2 separate regions of the Strix aluco genome follow, and region 1 is linked to region 2. Evidence: chromatin contacts called from public Hi-C data. All regions are on one chromosome and are shown on one strand. The core of a region is the stretch at or near the end of the contact, and the rest is flanking DNA. Distances in the headings are between cores, read along the strand shown. Region 1 holds the start of KDELR2 (KDEL endoplasmic reticulum protein retention receptor 2). Region 2 holds the start of PMS2 (PMS1 homolog 2, mismatch repair system component).

The links. A called contact is a pair of places that touch in the nucleus more often than the background predicts.
Region 1: a contact with region 2 is called in a Hi-C map of heart, with 5 times the contacts expected there. The contact joins the promoter of KDELR2 here to the promoter of PMS2 in region 2. A contact is called at or near these places in 2 of 2 Hi-C or Micro-C datasets (brain and heart).

Annotation. Positions count from the first base shown.
Region 1 is chr15:12,997,664-13,002,919 of bStrAlu1.hap1, reverse strand. It overlaps KDELR2 (KDEL endoplasmic reticulum protein retention receptor 2), which reads left to right and starts at 3,701. Exons shown (of 5, transcript XM_074840491.1): 1 at 3,701-3,905. The coding sequence starts at 3,815.
Region 2 is chr15:12,819,986-12,825,056 of bStrAlu1.hap1, reverse strand. It overlaps PMS2 (PMS1 homolog 2, mismatch repair system component), which reads left to right and starts at 1,636. Exons shown (of 15, transcript XM_074841086.1): 1 at 1,636-1,718; 2 at 2,117-2,256; 3 at 2,833-2,919; 4 at 4,039-4,141; 5 at 4,876-5,059. The coding sequence starts at 1,699. AIMP2 (aminoacyl tRNA synthetase complex interacting multifunctional protein 2) reads right to left here and starts at 1,393. Exons shown (of 4, transcript XM_074841091.1): 1 at 1,198-1,393. The coding sequence starts at 1,329.

The DNA of each region.
Region 1 (5,256 bases), core at 2,452-4,951, 180 kb before region 2:
AAAATGGCATCCTTCTTTAATTTTAAGATGCCTCTGTATAATCTGCTCAAATATGTACTGCATTATGGCAGATTCAGTTTATCATTTGACTGCTGCACCTATCTTAGGATCATCACCACCTGATTTATTTTCCCATAACACAGATTGCAGCCCCATCATATTCGACTGGGACCTTGTTAGAGTCCCGTTGCCCACGCTGAAGCAGATGTGAGATGTGCCTCCCAGGTGTGCCAGCCAAACGCACCTGGGCTTATGGGAGAGGTCCAGCTACCTGAAATGACACTCACAAATAAGCAAGGAATTGAATAGTCGCCTGGAATGTGTCACTTGAGCAGGTAATCCCGTAGCTTTGGCCACAGTGCACTTGCTGGTGTTCCGGCTCTTACTGCATTGTGGTTATCGATATTGCACGCTGCTTCCGAGCGTGCACACAGCCAACTAGGGCATGTCAGTCGAGGAACAAGGACTCGGTGAACTGCGGTACCTTGTTCCCTTGTGACAGGCCATCTTCCCTAGAGAGAAGTAGAAATCAAATTTCAAATAATCTCTTCCTCTTTTTTTTTTTTCTCCTCAAAAAAGGCTGATATTCTACACTGGGACACAACATTAAGCAATGTGGTCTCTTTATCTGCGTGAAAATGTTTTTGATAAGTGTGTGGGTTTGGGTTTTTTTTTAAAGCATGATCTGTAGATACATGGGCTAAGAACCTTATTTTTCTCCCTTACAGTCCAAATTGGTAAAATATTCTCTCCTGTGTTGTATAATGTGGGACAGCCTCATGGACTGCTTGCTCCACTGCTGTTGAGGTGAGGGATCTGACTTCCCTTTCCAGTAAGGCAGGAGGGAAACAGGTCTGCACAGAATAAACACAAACTCCAATGTAAGTTAAATTTCTTTTATCGGTACCCCAGAACACCTGAAATTGCTCCTCAGAAACAGTATTTTGTGCATTGTTTTTTTAAAAGTGCAGATAAATTACAAACTTTTCAAAGAACAAAATAAATCTGTGTACCATCCAGGTATCCAGATCATCATATTTTAGTAAAGTGCCTGATCCTTTATCAGACTGTCTTTCCCTATCTATCTACTCAGTCCCTAAACAGAGAAACTATGAGACTAGCTCATACACCCCACCTGACCTTGTCTGGTATCAGGACCTGTAGCAGTTTTGTACCATAGGATATTTTTATCAAAATTCACATCTGGTTCTTTAATCGTACCCAGAAATAGATAGTCTAGAAATGTATTACACTTTTTTCTGCAATAAGTAGCAAGCAGCCGATGTCCATCTGTCTCTTCCTGCCCCTTCATGTTCAGCATCAGTCTGCTTTTCCAATCGGATTAATGAGAGGATTTTCTTGCCCTCATGATGCAGGAACACAAGGCATTTTCAGAGTTTACAATCCAAGTGACTGTACATTGGAGTATTAAATGGAGGAATTGTGATTGCTGGATTTCTTGCTTTGCTGGCAACAGTGTAACATCTATCTTCTAATGTTTTAGCTGCTATTAATTAGCCTTATAAATATTTAACAGCATCTCACTTAATATCTCCGATATTCTCTTTGGGGGACAAGGAGAAGAGGGGCCAGGACTAAATTCCTAGAGGAGAAATATGAAAATAGTGGAAAATACTAATCTGTCACAAATACAGCAGGATAATATTTCCTGGTACTCCTTTCCCCGATAATTTTAAACTCGTGTATAGAAAATAACTGTATTGATTTATCAAAGAATAGCCATTGCTGTAGTTAAAATCATGTGTTGGTTTGATGCACAAGCTAAAGCTGCCCTAGGTCATCTTTAACTGGGGCCTGACATGTTTCAATATTTAATCAGATGTCAGAAAAGAACTTAGATCACAAACAAATTCTGAATACATCCTGCATGAACTGAGAAAGGGGTTGAGAGAGAAGGGATGTCAGCTCTCTGCCTTTAATGTATCTATTAAAATAGATTCCAGATACGCATCTGTCAGTGTTTTTATTAGCTACTTTTATTTCAGTAGTCATCCTTTTAGAAGTGTTTACATCTAACGTATTAAAATGTGCCTATTTCAATCAAGCCTGTGTCAAACAGCTAATCTGGCTAGTTCAGCCAGTGCTCTAAGACATAAACTGTACTTTTGGACCTTATTGTTACACTTTTATATAGTGATGAAAGTGCCACAGCATTGCAGCCACAGAGGTTGGACTTACGTAGTTGCACTTTCTCCCCACTGTTGCAGTCTACACCATGGACCTGGGGATTCTGTCAAATGCTGTTGTCTTCAGTACAAATTACCCAAGTACTGGATTTCTGTTCCTAACGTGTCCTCAGGTAAGCAACTTGCTTGTAATTACATCAAACATTATTTGATGCTTAAAGTTATTCAATATCTGTTTAAAATAATTAGTCTAATTTAGAGTTCAAATCTATTAAACTTTTCAAATGTAACATATAACCTGACTTGAGAGGACAGACTTTGATGCCTGATCTCTGAAAATAAGTACATTTGTTTCTGTCACACTGTGGGTACTTATTAAAAAAAAGGTAAACTCAATAGGAAGTACTAATCAGTTCTCTCTTCTTTTGGGGAATATGTAAGCCCTTTAAAGATTTCAGTGTTTATGCTACATTTTAAACAAGAAAATGAAAGATTGCACTTAGGATCTTTTTCATAGTTTCCAACCAGACATAACCTTCCACTGTGGGAAATTTTCTCTACGTGGTTCTGTACATTGTTCTGTAACAGCGAAGTCCTTACTCTAGTTCCTCAAACAGGGCATGAGACAATGCAAACCAGGAGATTTTTAATAACTTCCCCTTTCTGAAATGGTATAAAAAAGCAAAGCACCACTGTTTAGCTGGGATAACCTGTTTTCCAGAGTCATTGGAAATCCTATTCCTGTGAAGTTTTCTAGCTTGCTTTGTTACTGTTTTGATTGCTGGTTTTTTTAGAGAACATTGGTGATTAAGCCGTGCTTAAGAGGGGATACCTCCTTGAACTGCACACTGCACAACTATGATGGCGATACCCTTCAGGTTTAGGGATTGAGGACTGCAAAGAGGCAGCACACTAATTCCCAAAGCCTTATTGTTGCAAGGAATAATTACTTTTCTTAGAAATTCGCATACTCTCTTGGGCCACTAACCATGAATCAAGCTCATTTGCACAAAACGTGACAATAGCTATTAAATACCAACTGCTGCACTAGCCAGCTGCCTGATGGCCGAATTTCACGGCGGTTTCTCTCCCCGTTCATCCCCGGTACTTGCTCCACTGGCCGGCGGCTGCCTGGTGCTGCCGGAGCGTCCCCCGCGCAGGAGCCGCTCCTGGCTCACAGCTCTGTTCTCTGCTTACTGCCGGTTAACAAAGAACCGCGAAATTATCCGTCTAAAAGGGCTTCTGAAGAGTTTAAGGCAAAAAAAGGGACCGTGGCCTACTCCGCCCTCGGTGCCGGACACCCAGCGCGGGACCCGAAGCGAGGACTTCACCCTTCGGGGCCCGGCGGGAGCCCGACCCCGCCGCCCCTGGGCCCGGCGCGGGCCGCTCCCCTCAGGGCTGGCGCTGGGAGGGCTGAGGGAGGCCGGAGGGTCGCGCGCGTCCCCCCGCCGCGGGCGGCCGGGCCGGGGCTCGCCTCAGGGCTAACGGCTCGGCCGCCCCCGCGGGAGGCGGCGCGGAGGGGCGGGGCCGCCCCCTCCCGTTTCCCAGGGTGCACCGGGCGTGGTGGCTGTCTGGCCACGTCCCCGGGCCACGTCGCTCGGTGCCCGCTGAGCTTACGCCATCTTCGCTCCCCGGCTCCGGGCTGCGCTGCCGCCTCTGCCGCCGCCATGAACATCTTCCGCCTCACCGGGGACTTGTCCCACCTGGCGGCCATCATCATCCTGCTGCTCAAGATCTGGAAGAGCCGCTCCTGCGCGGGTGCGTGCGGAAGGCCGCTGGGCGGGCGAGGGGAGGGGAAGAAGGGAAGGGAGGGCGGCGGGACCGGCTGGGCAGCTCTGGGCCGCGGTGCCTGAGGGGAGCCTCACTGGGGCCTGGGCGCGATCGCCGCCTTTTCGCCGCGGCAGGGGGGTGGGCCGTGCTGCGATCACCTCTGCTGCAGTTTAGGGACCGCTTCCTGAAGAGAGCTCAGCCGAGCCGGGGAGGGGGGGGGGGGGGGGCAGCACGGGGGGGTCCCGCCTGCCCCACTTTCCCGGAGGCGGCTGTGGTAAAGCGAGGAGAGGCGGGGGGGGGGAGGGAATTGTGTCCCCCTCGAGTCGCCGCCTGAGGGCCCCTAGGGCGGGAGGGCAGAACTCGCCCGGGCAGGTGAAAAGGGACGATCGCTCCCCTCAGCGCTGGCGGGAGGGGGCTCAGCCCCCCTCCTGACTGACCTCCCTCCTAACTCAGTCCCTTCCAAACGCAGGGTGCGTGGAAGCGGGTGGGCAACCGGGCGGGAGGAAAGGGGAGCCACATCCCCTCCTCCGGGGTGGGGGCGCACTCGGGGGAGCAGCGATTTCGTTAAAGGTTTGGTGGTTGCCATTATTTGTACTTTAATCCCCGAGCACCACCACCTTGGCTGTCCCCGGGAGGGTCGCCCCTTCCTTATGTAACTGCCCGGTGGCGAGCGAATGAATGGGGAGGCAGGTTGGGAGGAGGGGAGGAGGGAGGAATGCGTCCCCCGCGGGGCGGGCAGCCTCCCTCCCTTCCCCGCGCCCCGCCACTATCGGGAAAGAGGAGATAGAGCTTATTTTCTCGCTTTTCCTGACAGCGCACAGCCTTCCGTCTGCGTGTTTGCTTGGCAGCTTTAAGCGCCGCTCTGGTGCGTGAAAGCTGGTTTTGGTGCAGCGTTGGGAGTCGCTGACTTGCAGTTTGCAGATGCTGAAGTTTCCCTCGCTCCCTCCTTTTCCCTCCGCGCACAGGTTTGCGTTCGCGGCAGACTACCGCGCCCTCTTCTTCCCTTTTGTTTTCCGCCCTCGCTGCGGGAAGAATTAAACTGCGATTCGTGCCGTTTATAAGGCTTCTGGGGTGTTTTCTCGCTTGCCTGGCCAGCTGCAGGAGGAAGCTGTAGGAGAGAGGCTCCCGGCTGGAGAGAATAGGCTCTGGGTCGAGATCCCGGCCTGCTCTGACGTGGCAGCGGGAGAGGTGTGGCGGGGAGGGAGCTGGGTCCCGGCCGCCCTCCGGGATGGGCGCCGGGCGAAGCCCCGCTCCCGCGGCTCCGCCGCCAGCCCGGGGGAGAAACGCTTGTGCTTCCTCCCGTGTTTTGTACGTGCTTGCTCGAATTCCGTGTGATGTG
Region 2 (5,071 bases), core at 387-2,886:
TCTAAAGGATGAAAAGTATATTCCTGTGGGTGGTTTTAAGTCCACAAACTTACAATAATGTTAAAGAAAAATCTTTATATAGATAATCCATTTCTAATCATTCTGAATAAGAATTAACGAAACCCAACCTATGGAGCAAGCTTCCTTGTTTCAGTCTAATGGATGAAGAGATAACAAGCAAGGTATCCAAGTGAAATCTTGATACCCACTTTCACAATATTCTCAGACAAGACAGGGAAACACCTCTTAGTGACCATTCTTTGGCTAGTACACAATTCAGTGAAAGAAAAACCACTCTCAAAGCAGACTGATAGTTAATACTTTTGTTGTTGCAATGGGAGGGCAACTTAGTTAGCATTCCTGTGAAGTTCTGCCCCAAGTCTGCTCCTACTCAGTATCTCCACCAGCAACCTGGGTGAGGGCACAGCAAGTACTCACTGAAAAGATGTAATAGTATCAAGCTAAAAACGGCCACAAGCAGCCTGGAAGAATTCAAAGCATTCCTGACGTTGGAGAGAGGCTGAAGTCAACTAAATTAATGTAACATATTATTTTGCATTTTTGCCTTATTTAATAAAGAAGTAACTGAGACTAGAAATGGAGAGTGTGTAGCTGGCCAGTTCCTAACTCAGCAGCAGAAAAGAAAATAGACTTGAGCCAACAAAGCGATGATGCGGCGGGAAGGGGTGAAGCCCGCTGGGCCACAGTCACCGACCTACGGGCTTGCACGGCCTCAGCTCAGCACGGCGCTCCAAATGCGGCCGCTTAAAAATAGAAACTGAAAGACACGCAGACCAGAGCCCAGAGAAGCCAAGTTAAGAATTACCGAAGGCCTTAAAACAGAGAAATTCCTGGAAAAGCTGAGCTTATTAACCCCCGACCGAGCCGCTGATAAGCGCGGAGGAACCAGCGCTACCGCGCTCCTCCTGCGGGCCAAGGCGGGGGATCGCGGGGACCCGGCCCCTGGGAGCTCCCCGGCGCCGGCCTTCTCCCAGCCCCCACAAGCACGCCCGTCCGGAGCAAACACCGGCCCAGAGCGGGCGGAGGCAGCTCCGCCCGCCAGGCTCCCCGCCAGCGCGGCGCCAGGCGCCGGCCTGCTGCCCACGGCCGAGTCCGCCGTGGCGAGCACTGTGGGCCACGGCCCGGACAGGCCTTCCGCCCGGCCCGGCGGGCTCTCCCACGCCCCCTCGCTCCTACCTGCGGCGGCGGCGAGGCGGCGGGCGCGGGGCGGCGGTGCAGGTTGGGCAGGCGGTACATGCAGGAGGGCAGCTGCTCCGCCAGCACCTCCCCGCCGACCCTGTGGAAGGGCCTCACCTTGTACATGGGCATGGCGGCACCCGCCCGCACCGCGCACCCGCTCCCAGCCCGCCCGCCCGCTGCGCCAATTGGGCCAGGCGGGAGCACAGCGCCTTAACTGACTCAAGCGCCGCCCAATGCGCGCTGGCGACTGCCGCACCGCCTCCTTGTCTTCCCTCTATTGGCCAGCGAGAGCAATTGATCCGTTCAGCGAGTCTCCATAGGGCGAAAGGTGCAGCTTCCAGCTCTGATTGGATGGTCCTATTGACCAATTGGTGTCAAGGGGCTTAAAAACCCACGCGGGAGGGGTGGGCCCTTTTCTTCAGCAGCCAATGACTGGGCGGGGGCAGGGCCTGCGGAAGGGGATCCTGAGGAGAGGACGGCGCGATCCGCTGGGTCCCGATGGAGGCGGCTGCGCCTTGGTGAGCGCCTGCCCCGGGGCAGGCTGGAGCGGGCCCCGGCCCTGGGGCTGCCCCGCGCTCGCACTTCCCTGCTCGGGCCGCCTCTCCTCACGGCAGGCTCAGGGCCGCGCTCCCCCGCCGTGGGCCGTGCCCTGGCCGCTGGCGCGGTCGCGGCCTCCTCTGCCGCCGCTGGCTTCTCGGTTCCCGCCTCCCCTCCCGACTTGCTCGGGGAGGCCGGTGGGGCTTCTCGGGCGCTCCGCGTTCGGGTGCGGCCACCCGGGGTATCGGTGTTTTGCCCCCCGCCTCGCCTTTGGGCGGCGGTTGCCCTCACTTGCGAGGAACGAACGAGCGAGGCGCGGCGAGCCTTTGCCGCTTGCTTCACACTACCGTGTTTTTTCCTGTCTCTCCCCTCTTTCCAGCCTGCAGCCTGCCAAAGCCATCAAGCCCATCGACCGTAAGTCCGTTCATCGGATCTGTTCGGGACAGGTTGTGCTGAATCTTGGCACTGCCGTGAAAGAGTTAGTGGAAAACAGCCTGGATGCTGGAGCTACCAACATTGGTAACCTTCTTGCCATCATAATTTCATGGACTTCTAAAGTACTTATCTTTCCTCAAAACAGAGTGCATATTAACAAATCAGTGCACATACTTTCTGTTTGGGCCAAGCACGTTTGCCGTGGTTTTACACCTCAGATAAATAAAGCATTTTGATTCCCAGGCTCTAGCTGGGCCCCTAGAGGTATGTGATTTTTGTCTGTGTTATTTTATTTGTAGCCCTTTTTGCCACTGAATAAGGCATGTGGCCTGTACAGCAGTGGTGATTAGACTCTGCTGGCTGCTGGTCTCAAGCTAGCAGGTGGTTAAGGCAGGGTTGCAGTTTCCAGAGCTGCCAGGATGATGATAGCTTTGTAATTGGGAAAACTTCAGTTCAGGCAGAAGTTCAGCAAAGCTGGACTGTTTGTGAGTACAGGCTGGTTTGCATTAGCTTGCTCTAACTTTTGACAGGTATGAGGATTTTTTTGTTCAAACTTGACATGGAAAACAGTTACCTGATAAAATTGCTTCAAGTACATAATTAATACTGAACACTGTATGAACATACAGAATTAAAAGACTTTATTACTCAATTTTGTAGATATAAAACTTAAAGATCATGGAGCAGAACTGATAGAGGTTTCGGATAATGGAGGTGGAGTGGAAGAGGAAAACTTTGAAGGCTTAAGTAAGTTGTACCTTTTTCATAATTTGGACATTTTGAAAGCATGTTTTCAGTGAGAAAGCTACTTTTTTTAAAACAAACTTCCTAAGTTTAATAGTTTTTAACAGATACTCAGCTTTTATATAATGTGTGCATGACCTGCAAGACTTGGGCAAAACTAGACTGGACTTCTGTAGTGCTGTTGTGGTTATATTATTATTCTTGTAGCTCAGAAATAGACTTTGATTTGATTGCTTATTTAAGTGGAATGAATAATAGAAATATTTATAGAAGAGAGAGTCCTATAAATGTTGATTAGATTCACTTGTGTTGAATCATCAGTCGCTGTTGAAGGAGTCAAGCTTTGTGAAAGTGATTGCTTTTGAGAGGTGAATTATAAACTTGAATGTTTGCTGAAAGTGAACTGTCATTGCATGCCCAACTGTCAAATTTTCCATTTGCTAGCTTTAAATTGCACAAAATGGGAGCAGAAACCATACTATATGATAAATGTAACTAGCCATTGCAACAGAAATACCCATACCACTTTTTTCATATAATGACTAGGGATCTCTTTCACCATGAGTTATTACTCGGTAACTTTGTGTGTTCACAGTATGTACATGGTACATCAGAAACTCCTTCTCCTATTGTTCCAGGACAGTGAAAGTTCAGGGGTCTGCTGCTAACTCAGTTTGTTACCTGGTGGCTAGTGCTAGTGCTGCAGTGACTGTGTAGGCTGAGGCCTCCTCATGTGTAGCCATGGTGGAAGAGACTTATGCCTGTCTGCTATATACCATGCACAGCACAGCACTACAGTTGCTTTCTTGCAGGGCAAAATCTGTGATGGGTACATCAGTAGCAGAGGCAGGTGCTGTGTACTGCTCTGAGGCATCTTATAATGCACATACCAATAATGCTGTATGAATTTGGGGTGTAAATATGGAATAACAGGTGTATCTGAGGATTTTCAAGGGATCTTGCTTATAGGGAAAAGGGAAAGGAGACAAGTATTAAATTATTTAATAATGATGTAAAATACAATGAATAATACAGAAGTTCTTTTGCTTCTTGATATGCATGCAAAATCTACTTGCATAGTCTCTTTGAAGTGAAATATGTATGTTAAATATCTTTTTCCAGCTCTGAAACATTATACATCAAAGATACAAGACTTTTCTGATCTAATACATGTTGAAACATTTGGGTTTCGAGGTGAAGCTCTGAGTTCACTGTGTGCATTAAGGTATTAATATTAACTTCTTATTAGTAGAAAGTTACTATATGCACAAAAATAACTGAAGCTGACTTTTCAGTTTACCGTTATTGATAAAATGAGGCTTTGGAAACTTCCAGTTCCTTAATGTTAGGTCGATTTTGAGCAATAGGTGGTGTGAAATCCTGAGTCCTTTCCAACCAAAATTATTCTGATTCTAAGCATTTGAAGTTACTCTATGATTCTGAGCACCTGATCGGTCCTTTTATGTACAAAATTTAGTGTTACTTAAGTATGAAAATCCTTACGGGATAGAACTGTGTACTTGCATAAGTGTTTGATCCTATAAAGCAGTGTAATATCTAAGTGCTGTTTGCTAGGTTGTAACTCATTAAAACTGTACTTAAACTCCTCCCAGATAAACTATACATTTGAAATAGCACACCTTTTGTATGCAGCTCTGTGCGTCAAGAATATTCTGCTGTTATGTATTAGTATGAGGAATGTAGTGTCCAACAAAACCCGACTTCAACATTGCATTTTATAAGAGAAGAATGAAAGGGGTACAAATAAAAATGTTTGCGTTCTAGCTAGGAAAATGTTACGCCACTCTTTGGGTATATTTTTAGTTGTTTGTGGTGAAGAGTTAGTTTTAATTAAATCAATAGTATTGATGTAGTTTCTATGCCTGATTAGGTCATGAGGAATGGATAAGAAAATACAGTGCTCAGTGAGTAATTCTGTTGCCTCTTTCCTTCCATTAGTGATGTTACCATTTTTACCTGTCATAAATCTGCAAAGGTTGGGACTCGTTTGGTATTCGATCACAATGGTAAAATTACTCAGAAAACTCCTTTTCCACGACAACAAGGAACAACAGTTAACATACAGCAGTTATTTTATACTTTACCAGTGCGGCATAAGGAATTTCAAAGAAACATTAAAAAGGTAGGTTAGATC